3 separate regions of the Mus musculus genome follow, and regions 2 and 3 are each linked to region 1. The links are chromatin contacts, called in public HiChIP or PLAC-seq and promoter capture Hi-C maps. All regions are on one chromosome and are shown on one strand. The core of a region is the stretch at or near the end of the contact, and the rest is flanking DNA. Distances in the headings are between cores, read along the strand shown. Region 1 holds the start of Myb (myeloblastosis oncogene). Region 2 holds the start of Eya4 (EYA transcriptional coactivator and phosphatase 4). Region 3 holds the start of Tnfaip3 (tumor necrosis factor, alpha-induced protein 3).

Region 1 (3,954 bases), core at 762-3,261:
ACATACCAATGTACAAAACCACTAAAGAAATGATAAGTGTTTTTCTACTTAAAAGTTCTTCCTTTTCTTTTTTAAGAATCATAAAACATAACTGTACCTCTTCAGAACTCTGTGAAGGAGGCTGTGAGATCAATCATCTTAGCAAGGATTCAAGAGGCTCAGGAATGGAAACCCTTCCATTTAGATGCACAGAGTAACACCCAGACAGACTGCTGTCCCTTGAGAGGTGAGTCCTTCCTAGATGTTTGTCATAGACTTGGTAAGTACTTATTGTTAGTGCACAGAAAGTTCATTACAGACTCTACACATAAGTATTGGCTTCAAATGTGTATTAAGTTGCAAGAGACTTGTAACCATGCAGCAGTGTGTCACAGTAACTTTCTGCTTTCTTCTTATTTTAAAGAAACTGTTGTAAACCCTTAGGAGCATGCTCTGAAATGTCTTCATAAAGATTAAACGATATAGCTAATTTTAAGAAGCATCGTTTCAAACACCAGATAAAGTCTTGAAACTCAGCTTGCTTCAACAATTTAATAAAATTATGACTCATTTCAGTAAGAACATGCTTTTTTAGTAAGAAAAAAAAAGCTTTCTGAGCTATGTTTGAACCCCTAAAGCACTTGGGACACTCACACACCCAGTCAGCACAAGTCTTGAACTCCTAAAAGATTAAAGGCAAAATAAATTGGTGTGTATTGAGAATGAAAAGAAAAATCCCCAAGGGTACTGATTTATAAACAGAAGTAACACTGAAAGTCCCCTGAAATCCCCCAATCACCAATCCTTATAAATTCAGCACTTTGCACATCGCTCCTTTGGGAACCTGTAGTTAAAGTTACAGGGATACCTTCGCTGACTTGTGGCTGGTAAACTCTTCAAATTACACCCAACAGGGTCCTTACTGTTTAGCTCAATGGTTCTCAGCCTTCCTTTAAAGGGTCTCAGCTGCGACCCTTTAATACAAGTTTCTCATGTGGTGGCCCCAAACATAAAATTATTTTCATCAGTATTTTATAACTGTAATCTTGCTACTTATGAATCATAATGTAGAGATCAGATATATATCAAACGTACAAGATAACAGTCGAGCAATCCCAAGTGGGTCGGGACCCACAGGTTGAGAACCAGTGGTATGGGTTTGGTTTAAAAAAAAAATGAATCAGGAGTGCACAAGTTCCTGAGAACTGCTAGGGGTTGTTTGTTTGGGATCCAGTAGGTTTGTCCAGCAAGTGTTTGACGCAGGACCCAGGACCCGAGCGCACTCTGCAGAGGCAGAAGTGCGTGGTAGGCACCTCCTAGGGTGGGTGGGCCCGGCGTGTGTCTAAGTGAGGGAGGAAGGGCTTATGACAAAAAGCCGGTGGTGTGTGGGCTGCAGGATCTGGGAGGAGATTGAAAAATGAGCCCGGGGCTCGATCTGTCAAAGGCTGTAGCCACAGGGCTGACTGTATTTAAGTATCCTTTGTCGCTTACCAGTGAATTAAAGATGTCCCTTTAAAATTAAAACATGAAAAACTGGACCTAGTCAAAAATCGTTGGGGGTTGGGGAAGTACGCTCACTCTATTCAACCGATCATCCCTCACACTCTCTGCTCCCGGGTGTGTTGAAGTCGGGGCGCAGTTGAAACCCTGAAGGCAGAAGTGTGTCACCCAACCCCATCGAGGTGCCCTTGAATGGAAGCGCTGCTGATTCGGGCTCGGGAGCCCCGGAGCCTACGGAGAGGAGCGACCGCGTAGCCCCGAAAGCGGTAACAGCGGGACCCGGTGTGAGCCGGCGCCACCCGGCCACGGAGCGGGGTTTGCGCAGGAAAAGGCGCCACCGCGGCCCCGGCCGCCCCTCCCCAGCCCGGGCTCCCCGCCCGCCCGCCGTCCCGGCCGCGCTGCGCGCCAGGAGCAGCTCCGCGGCGCGAGAGGCGAATGGGAGCGGCGGCCAGGCGGGCTGCAGCTCGGGCGACCGCGGAGGCGGCGGGCAGGGCGCGTGCGCACTGCAGGGGCGCCAGATTTGGCGGGAGGGGGAGTGTCCAAACCTCTTTGTTTGATGGCATCTGTTTACAGAGTTACACTTTAATATCAACCTGTTTCCTCCTCCTCCTTCTCCTCCTTCTCCTCCTCCTCCTCGGTGACCTCCTTCTCCTCCCCTTTCTCCGGAGAAACTTCGCCCCGGCGGTGCGGAGCGCCGCTGCGCAGCCGGGGGAGGACGCAGGCAAGGCGGAGGGCAGCGGGAGGCGGCAACCGGTGCGGTCCCCGGGGCTCTTGGCGGAGCCCCGGCCCGCCTCGCCATGGCCCGGAGACCCCGACACAGGTAATGGGGAGGCTGAGAGGGCGGCCTCGGGCTAGGGCGCGCGGGGATCCAGGCATCCCGGAGCAGGTGGGAATGCCTTCCCTGTTGGTTTGCGGGGCTGTCAGCCAGTGGCAGAAGACACTCGGGAGAAGGATGAATGGAAAACTCTGCGAGAAGCGCACGGGTATAGTGGGAAGCATGCCCTGAGGCTCTTTTTTATTTTATTTCCCTTTTTCTTTCTTTTTTCTTTTTCTTTTTGCAAGTTGCTCGGGGATTCGTTTCTCTTTGGGGGGTGGGGTGGGGGGGGGGCTCGGCACTCTTCAGCCGAGGACTGAACGGTTCCATCAGACCCGAGGAGCCCACCAGGTGTTTGGCTTGATGCCCCGAGTGTCGGCGAGGGAGTCGCAGCCTAATTGCTGCATGCATTGAGGTGTGTTTGCACTTGAAGAGCATATGGCAGATATAGGGAAAGGCCGGGTTGTTTAGTAGCTGCAGGTAGTTCATTTAAATTTCATTCATTCATTATGGAGGCGAGAGAGGTGTCAGCTGACAGGCAGGCAGCTGCAAAGATTTTAGGGGGACAAAATGGGTTTGCAGATTGTTTTAAACCCAGCCGTTTGAAGATTCTTGTACTTGTTATGGAAGAAGCTTTTGCAAACACTGCACGCGCCCGCGTCGCACATGTCACCGCACCGGCCGAGATGATGCGTGCACTCTCTTTCCATTTTGGCCCCACCTTCGGGAAGAGGGATCCTCTCGGAACTGTCAGTTGCTGGCGCTCAAGTCCGGCCCGACTCGGGGTTTCCCGAGGACACGCCGGGGCTCCCAGAGAGCAACAGATGCGGGGCTTAGCTCGGTGGCGGTCGCCACTCGGCGCAAAGTGCTGGAGGCAGGCGGCACCCAAGGCAGCTGCAGTGCACCCCGGGCGATGTCGCCGCTCTTCTCCTGGGCCGCGCACACGTGGAAGCAGCTGAGGTCGCCGCTGCTCCCAGCACTCTGCTCCAGCTGCTTTTGGTGGCCCGCCTCTGGCAAAGCCACCGACCGACCGACCCTAAGGAAGATTCGGGGGGGGGGGGGGGAGTCCGCGGAGACACAGTCTATCCGCGCCCGCCTTTCCACTCGTGGTTTGATTTTCGCTAAACAATCTGTTCTCTCTCTTTCTTTCCTTTCTTTCTTTCTTTCTTTCTTTCTTTCTTTCTTTCTTTCTTTCTTTTTTTTTGGGGGGGGGGGGGAGCCATCAGGACCTGGCCATGCAGGGCGCGGGCTCTGGGAAGTTGCAGGAGCGTGGGCGTGGGCCCTGCCGCGCACCCTCGGGATGGGCCAGGCGGGGAGCGGCAACCGCTGGGCATCGGAACAAGAAGGGGGTGAATTGGGGAGACCTTGAATCTTGGCTCCCAGTGCCTGGCCCCGGGCCTGCCGCGCCAGCCTAAGTGCCACCCTTTAAGAGGTTTCGCCTTTCGCTTTTGGGACCTAAACCGCCCGCACCCAGGTCACCTGTTCTGCAGAAAGCTGAAACCTGCAGCAGGAGGAGGGAGTTAGGAAGGGGTGCTCCCAGGAGGTGCGGCCCAAGCTGGCCGCCCCAAGGTTCAGTCGGGGCGTGGCCGCGCAGGTTCCCTGGGGCTCGCAGGTAGCCCGGAGCGGAGGCGGCAGGGAGGGGCGGGAGCCTTGAACTTGAC
Region 2 (3,954 bases), core at 631-3,130, 2.2 Mb before region 1:
GTGCTCCTCTCCATCGCAGGAATGCACTCTGGGTAATGCTCCCAAGGCTGCAAAGCACCACCAGAAACCCTTCCACTCAGAGAGCCAGAAAGGGGGAAGTTAGGCCTGGCCTGGCTCAAGCTCCCTGAAACTGATCTGTGGGAGAAACAGCCAATAAGCAAGCAGAGGGAAGACACTACCTTTATCAGCTTAAATTTAAAGCCCCAGCATCTTTTCCATTTCCTCTTAATCATTGTAGACAATGCCCCGCTCATTAAAAACAAATATTCAGCATGGATTTTCCTTTTAAACTAGAGTTCAGGGCTCCTGTTAGTAACATAAAACCAAGCTCAAGTGAAGGATGAAATTTGTTTCTGAAAAAAGTCCAGAATATCATTTAGTTGATAAAAATATTAAAACTAGATTTTCTTCGAAGTGGAGTGGTTTTTTTTTTTTTTTCATCCCTATGGCCATATCTAAGGCAGCGTTGTTGCTAGAGATGACTTGATTTTCTTTGGGAAAAATTATTTTGATTTCTTTGGGCCTTGGTTATCTTTTATACAGCTTTAATAACTATTAGGAAATTAATTAAACAAACACGCGTGAACCACAAGTGAGCAGTACAGCAACTGACAATAAATTCAAAATGAGTTGATACACATTATCAAAGTATCAGGACAGATGTTACTGATGGAGACAATGGGCTTTAGGGAAAGGTGGGGTTATATGGGAGTAATATTTGGGGATTGTCTTTGCTTTGGTCCAAGAGTGTGATATTTATATTTGTCTGTGAAATATGAAATCCAATGTAGGTACAAAAGACATCAACAGAAGGCATAGGCTCAAAATGCCATTTCAGCAGTGTGCCCTGAGCAGTTCTGACTGGCCTTTGGAAGTCACTGCAGTCTGACCTTTGGGCGCCTGGGAGGGGCGCCTATAGCTGCGCCCGGCCTGGAAGGGGCCCAGGCACTTCCCAGTGCTGCCCGTCTGCACGCTGCTAACTCCTTCATCGCTTCCATCTCCAGGAAAAAGCTCTTTCCTAAATCCAGAGCAAGCTTTGGGCTGGTGTCAGTTGGCGTTTAACTTTGTTGCAAGTGGACTAGAGTCCCTTCTGCCTCCTCTCTTGGGGTAAGTGGCAAGGAGTCCGACTGAGGGCCTGTAGCTCGCACAGGGTAGTTAGGGGACCGCCGCCCAGAAGCAGGTGGGGGACCGAGGAGCCCGGTGGCGGGCTGGTCCCTTCAGTCTAAAGGCCTCGGTGGCCAGCGCCAGGCGGGGTGGGGGCGGGGTGAGGCGGCGCAGAGGGCGCGGAGATTACCGCGGCGCCACCAGAGACGCGCAGAGCCGGGGAGCCCCGGAGGTCCCCCCACGCGAGACCTCAAAAAAGAAAAAAAAAGCCGATGATAACAGGCAGTTTCCAGAGATCGAATAAAAAGAGAGGGCTTCTGCGCCCGCCAAGATCTCCTGCTCTTCCGGCGGCCTGCCGGGAGGCCCCCAGCGGCCACCCTAGCCCCAGGACGCAGGCGGCGACGTCCCCCCCCAACCCCCCCACATCCCGCCTCCTGCCTCTAGGCTCCAGCTCCGCGCGCTAGGGAGAGGCTGCCCGCGGCGCGGCGCACGCTCCGGCGGCTCCCGGCTTGCGCGCAAACCTTTCCCGGTCGGCGCCCTAGAGAGGGGACTGAGCGGCGGGGACCTGCGGAGGGACGCCCGGCCACCCGGCGCGCGCGCGCTTTCTCTTTTCTTCTGCTCGCTAACGCCGCTCGGCTGCTCGGACTTTGGTTCGGCTCCTTTCGTCCTCCCCCCCCCCCCCTCGCAGCCGGCTCCCCCACCCCGCCCTGTTTCTCCCCCACTTGTGTAAGCTATTTGTTGGGGGTGGCCGAAAGGGATGTCCTGTTTTTACCAGAGACACAGCGCGAAGGGAAAACTTAGACACTGGAAGGAAAGCGAGTAAATACGTAGATCGGACCCGCAGATCACTGGCTGGGACAGACAATTGAACTTCGGGAGTCCAAGGCGGTCCGGGCCGCCAGAGGTGAGTGTCCTCTCTTCATCCGACCCGGTTTTTGAAGTCCAATGGAGGGGGGAGGTGTGTCCAGATTTGGATGATTCCCCCAAACTGTCCCCTAGAAAGTGCTAGCTAGACACTTTGTAGTGCGTGAATGGGGATCTGGGGATGGAGGTCGCGCGCAGGGAGAGTGTGTGAGCCTCGGAGTTCTCCCCGATGATCCAACAGCAGTGTCCCATGGCCAGGGTCCCTAGGACCTCAGTGGTACGCTCGCCCAGGAAGACCCTCAACGACCTGGTCCCCAGTAACCCCTCTTGTCTAGCGCCACAGGACCTGAGTGAGTCTCGCGTCGTCCCCGGGTGCGGATCCTACCTGCCTGCACCCTGTTCCCTGTCGCCCGGGAAGCTTACACCAGACTCTTCCCACTCCCACCCGGTGACATTTAATACTTTGTGATGACCTGCTACGTGGAGTAAGGGTGCTGCCTCACTCAGTGTCCCTTGGAGAGCCGTGGGCGCCTGGGTTTGCGTGAGGCCGGGAGCGCGTGTACCCAGAGGCCAAGCCCTGGTCTCCAGGTACCGGTCGCAGTCTAAACAGGGGGGGGGGGTCACTTTAATGGTTTTTACGTGGCGTGGACGAATGTCTCTTGCAGTGTGCCAGGGTCTGTGAAATTAGAGGCGCCTTGTCAGAGGAGTCGCGTTCATTGGCTCCAGGAGCGGATGCTGAGGAGCAATTCTAACTTCTCCAAAGCCAAGGACCAGGCTGGGGCGAGCAGGTTTCTCTCAGAGCTCACTGGATCTGGGGTGGCCTTGGCACTCTAAACGCTTGTAGAGCTTGGTCATCTGTGACTGGGAGACAGACTGTGTGAGCCCGTTTCGTTTTGCAAGCCACAGCAACCCCAAACTTTTCATTTTATTTTTCTATTAGCACTAAATTCTTTTCCTTTTTTCTTTGTATTCGAGATTCGCAATCTCTCTGAAAGAAACAAGGAGGTTTTGACTGAGCCTGGTGGCAGAGCGGTGGCAAAACTAAGGGAGTGCAGTTTGATTTTTGCCACCGTCCCCTTGTTTGGGATGTTAGCGCCTCAGCTCACATCTTTCAAGTTCCTGGGAGACTAACGGGGTTTGCGGTTTGGGTGGGATCGGCGTGGCCTTCTCCTTTTCTCCCGGACAACGCAGGGACCATTCAGGGAGCCTCCTGAACTCGAGGGCCCCCGTGGAAGGCGCGCATCCCCGCGCGGGGACAACCTAGGTGGCGGCTCACCAAGCGCGTGGCGTGTGTTTTGGTTTCTGCGCAGCTACACGTGGGGCACCTCCGTGTGCGTGTGTGTTGTGTACTTGATCTGTGAGAAGGTAACTGGAGTCTCGTGTTCAAACCCAGTGGGCCCTTGGCCATTAATTTGCTTTCCTGGCTGTCATTACAGACACTTCCAAAATCTGATACCTAAAGAGATCCAACAGGTTGGGTTTCACATTAAGAGCCCACACTTAACAGTTTTCTTTCTCCCTCACCCCCTTTGGCTCCGCACTCTGGGATCAACGTAATTGTTGGAGCGAAATACATCTTCTTGAATATGGTATTTTGTTGCTCTTCTCTTAGCGCCGCCTTTTTGCACCTATGAGCGTTTGTCAGTTTCAGCGAGGCTCCTGGGGGACTTAGGTGGGAGTCTTTAGGAGTGTTTAGCAACCCGGACTCCCATCAACAACTTCTGAAGTTTCATTTACCCGTGGGTGACTGACAGCGCTGAAAGTGGACTGTGGCTTTTTTGTTTGCTGAGTGCTTCTCTTTTAATTTAATTTAATTTTTTAAGTTTTAAGGACAAAACTTGTATTTGATACAATTTCCCAATAAAGTTTGATATTTAAGTAGAAACGGTACCTACTTTTTATTTTACTTTAAAAAAAACAACATATATTTTTGTCAGACTTATACCTGAGAAACAAAATTTAGCAGAGGCTGAAGGGAAAGAATTC
Region 3 (3,954 bases), core at 513-3,012, 2.1 Mb after region 1:
CAAAGGAATTCCTAGGCCCTCTCCTGTGAGCTTTGGAGCAAGACTGTGTAGACTGTGTAGACTGTGGGCATGCACTTAAGCTTTCTAAACTTCACATAAAACCTTATGTGAGCCTGTAATAAATATGTCAGGAATTTAAATTGCTACACTGCTTAAGTGTCCGAAGCTGAAAACATCTGTAAAGAAGAAGACAAATACTGGCAGGTTTTAAATAGAAACGGAGTAGGGAAGGACCTGTGTGGGGAGTGGGGCTGGGGTAATGGCCATTAGACCTGTCCTGGGGTAGTGGCCAGTACTCTTGCTTCAAGCCTCTCATTACAAATAGAAAATGCTGTCCTCTAGCCCAGTCACTACTGGGGAAAGAAGCACATGTCTCTAGTTCAAACGGGCAATATACAGTCTGGCAACTTGGCAAACACACTTGAAGTCCCAGTGGCACTGAGTATTTCTATCTGGTTTGCGCTATTTTCTAGGAATCCTGCCAGGGGACCCTAGAGATACACACTCACACACACACACACACACACACACACACACACACACACACACACAGAGTAAATTAATCACACTAAACACTATTTAAAATAACATCAGGTCACTCCGCAGACCTCCCGTGGTCCCTCAAACAGATCCCGGCTCCTTTCCGGGAAGAGCCTCACACCCTGCACCCTAGCCCCAGCACAACCACCCAGAGAGCTCTGCTCAGCCCCTTGATGTATCAAATGTGGCTGACCCTTGAGGTCTTATCTCTAGACTGCCTGGAGGTTTCTTTGTCACAGAGTTTCAATGTCACCTTCTCAGAGTGGCCCTTCCTGGCCAGTGAATGAAGCCACCTCAGTTTCTAGTGTGTAGCTCTGCAGAGAGTATCCCCACCCCACCCCACCTCACCCCCATACACACTCCACTTTCTCCAGAAAGGTAAAAGCATTTTCGCTTCTTTCTGCAGAGCTCAAGCCCCTGTCTAAGTGAAGCGAAGCTTTCTCCCCTCTCAAGAAAGGCAAGTCGGGGATCAATCAGGGCATTGTGGAAGGCTATCCTCCATTGGCTTCATGGGGCGAACTAATTCTCAGGCCAGCCAAACAATACTTAAGAAAACAACTGTAGAAGGATCGGGGAAAGCCAGCAATAAACTTGAAGAAATTTCTAAACTTTAAAACGCTCCTTGGAACAGGGAAATAAAGGAGAAATGGAGGGTGTGTAGGAGTGGGGGTGGGGGAGGCGAATCTAATTCTCTCTGAAATTGACCTTGCCCCCCCCCACCCCCCGTAACTCAAAAACTGCAGGACCATGGGGTCTGATCTCACTCTGCACTGCATCCAACCTGAAGCTGACACATGGCTTGGAGAACCCTGCCGCTTTTTCTGTCAATTCCCTTCGGGACCCTGCGGAGGGCTCTTTCTGAAGTGCTCATCACGTGCACAGCCCAGACTTCAAAGCCAAGCTTCAAGCCTGAGGTCCTGTGTGTCTGGGTGGTTTTTTGGGTTTTCTCTCTAATTTCCCTTCCTTTTCACAGCTGATTTTCTTCAGAAAAGAAGCTATAAAAAAGAACCTATTGCATTTCCAGTTCCCATCACCGCGATTTCCACATGGATGTGACGTGGAAGGCAGCTTCCGAAATGCCCAGGTGACTCACGCGGGGACACCCCGGGGCGGGACCTAGGAGTTTCTCCGGGCGGGGCGGGCACGGCTTAGAGCGCCCTCTGCCGGTCGGCGGCGCGCCACGCGGGTCACGTGACTGGAATTTCCATCGGAAATCCCCCTGTTGGCAAAGCATACAACTGAAAGGCAAAAAAGGGAACTGCCCAGTCTGTAGTCTTCGGAGCCGGAGGCGGAGCGGTGAGCCAGGCCGCCGAAAGACGTGCACACCCCCTCAGCCAGCGAGCCCGATCGGGTGTCCATGGGGCTCCGCCTCGGCCCGACCCCCACCACGACCCGGACCACGATCCCGGGCTGCGGCGCGCGCCAGTGACGGCCGGCCGGCCACTTGGGCTCTGCGAGGGCTCCGCGCGGCCCCAAGAGGTGAGCGATGCTCCGGCTGCGGGGTGCACGGCTAGCAGAATGCGGGGGTCCTCGGTCAGTGGGGTGCACTGCCAGCCAGATTCGGGGTGCACGGCCAGCTCAGTGTGGAGCTGCCTTGCGCTGGCTTTGCAGGGATCCTGGAGTTGGGGTATTGTTGGCCGGAGTTGAGGTCCCGGTGCCAGGTGTTTAGGTTGACAGCCCGAAGTTTCTTCAGCCGACTAGTTAGCTAGCTATTCCTTTTCGATCCTGCAGGGTGACAGGAGCTGCAGCTGGCTGATGAATAGTCAGTCACCTTTTGGGTTCCTAGGTCGTGTGGTCGTGGGTGACACCCCCCCCCCACTTGGAAATCAAGTGCAGCGTGTTCATAGGCACGTAGACCTTGCAGAACCGCGTTGGGCTTTTTTCCCATATTGTGCACAACTGGCCCAACAGGGGATGGGTTTCTCAGAGGCCACCAAATCCAACTTGGAGACTTCGGTCAGCTAACCTTTCAGTGATCTGTGGGAGGAGGGTTGCGGGGCGGGAGGTGGAGGGGAGGGGCGTGCTTTGAGATTGCCACTAGGTCTCTAGTTGCCACAGTTTAAGAAGAGTATGCATGCAGAAATGATTCTCTGGCCTGCTTGTTGGGGACTCCACTTTAGGTGGCATGTAAGACTCCCTGCTGCAGCCCCGACTCCACACTGAGATAGTGTGTTGTCAGTCCGGGTCCGTTGTCCCACATCCTGCCACCTGGCCTCTCAGGAAAGCTGAGGTATTAAGAGCTCTTTTTGGAGCATGCTTTGTTTTCTCCTGGTCTCTGATCTTTCTTTGGAAAGCTAGTCTGGTCAAGTGGGGGCACCGTTTGGAGAACTGATCACAGTTAGTTAGCCTTCTGATGTCCCAGATTATTGAGCAACTGATCCGGTCTCCATTCTTATTGTCTGAGATGCTACTTGGATCTTTTGCAGTTCTTTGTATGGATTTGTTTTGTTTTGTTTTGCTTTGCTTTGCTTTTTTTGGAGGGGTACTTCCCAACAGTTGCCCGAGGTATCTGTTGATAAATAATACATAAGTTTCCACATCGCAGACAAAAAAAAAAATCTGTTCAGAGTGGAAAAATAAAACTGGGGGAAAGACTTTGATGAGTAAGTTCTATAGAATCTTATTGATCCTGTGACAAAAATTGGGAAATTTATCTGTAAGGCAGTGAGGTAACAAATATATTTTTAAAAGTTAAGGGTAATGTTGTAAATTTTTTTTACCCATAAAACATTACAATAATATGTCAGGAAAATTTATTCTCTAAATGTGGGGAAATCCAAGAACTGGAAACTTGGGCAGAGGTTTAAGCTCTGTTTTAAACAGGTAGTGCTAGTGAGAGTGCTATGAATGGGGTAATAGTAGGCTACCAGACATTGACATTTGCATGTTTTATATATGGTTTAGAGCCCCCACCACATTTAGATCTATGCTAAAAGTTCTTTAGGTCCAGGAGCGTGAAATAGCATAGTCATGAAAATAGAACAAGGTGCAACTCACTGATCTAAAACTTCTCCTTGTGTGTTTCTGAGAACAGCAAGTGCTGTGCCTCAGGGTTGCTATCAGGAAACTAACAGAGGATTGAGATAGGAAATAGGAAGGTTTGGCTTTCAGGAAAAGCTACGTCCTATGTTTGCTGGACCTGAGATGGGTCTTACCTTCATTGCCTTAGCTGCATTGTGTCATTCATATCAAGGCTGGGAGTGAGGGCATACATTCTTCGCTATAGCATCAAGCACAAGGGTGGGCCTTAAATAGGTGGTCTGGCATTGCTGGTTGCATGAATTCATTTATTTATGGATGGATGGATGGATGGATGGATGGATGGAGTAGTGACATTGTGAGAGAGACCACTGCTACATGACCAAGGAAATTCATGTGTGGTAGTTTTGTCTCATTCTATGTTCCTTCCTAATT

The links. Promoter capture Hi-C pulls out the DNA fragments that hold promoters and counts their contacts. HiChIP or PLAC-seq counts read pairs in DNA pulled down with a chosen protein or histone mark.
Region 2: a promoter capture Hi-C map of embryonic stem cells shows a contact between it and region 1, with 10 times the contacts expected there. The contact joins the promoter of Eya4 here to the promoter of Myb in region 1. A contact is called at or near these places in 3 of 39 promoter capture datasets (embryonic stem cells, hippocampal neurons and liver).
Region 3: an H3K27ac HiChIP or PLAC-seq map of thymic regulatory T cells shows a contact between it and region 1, with 6 times the contacts expected there. The contact joins the promoter of Tnfaip3 here to the promoter of Myb in region 1. A contact is called at or near these places in 2 of 39 promoter capture datasets (hippocampal neurons and liver) and 1 of 115 datasets of contacts at active chromatin or transcription factors (thymic regulatory T cells).

Annotation. Positions count from the first base shown.
Region 1 is chr10:21,159,041-21,162,994 of GRCm38.p6, reverse strand. Myb (myeloblastosis oncogene) reads left to right here and starts at 2,011. Exons shown (of 16, transcript NM_001198914.1): 1 at 2,011-2,299. The coding sequence starts at 2,277.
Region 2 is chr10:23,347,816-23,351,769 of GRCm38.p6, reverse strand. It overlaps Eya4 (EYA transcriptional coactivator and phosphatase 4), which reads left to right and starts at 1,880. Exons shown (of 19, transcript NM_001347372.1): 1 at 1,880-2,008.
Region 3 is chr10:19,013,218-19,017,171 of GRCm38.p6, reverse strand. It overlaps Tnfaip3 (tumor necrosis factor, alpha-induced protein 3), which reads left to right and starts at 1,762. Exons shown (of 9, transcript NM_009397.3): 1 at 1,762-2,019.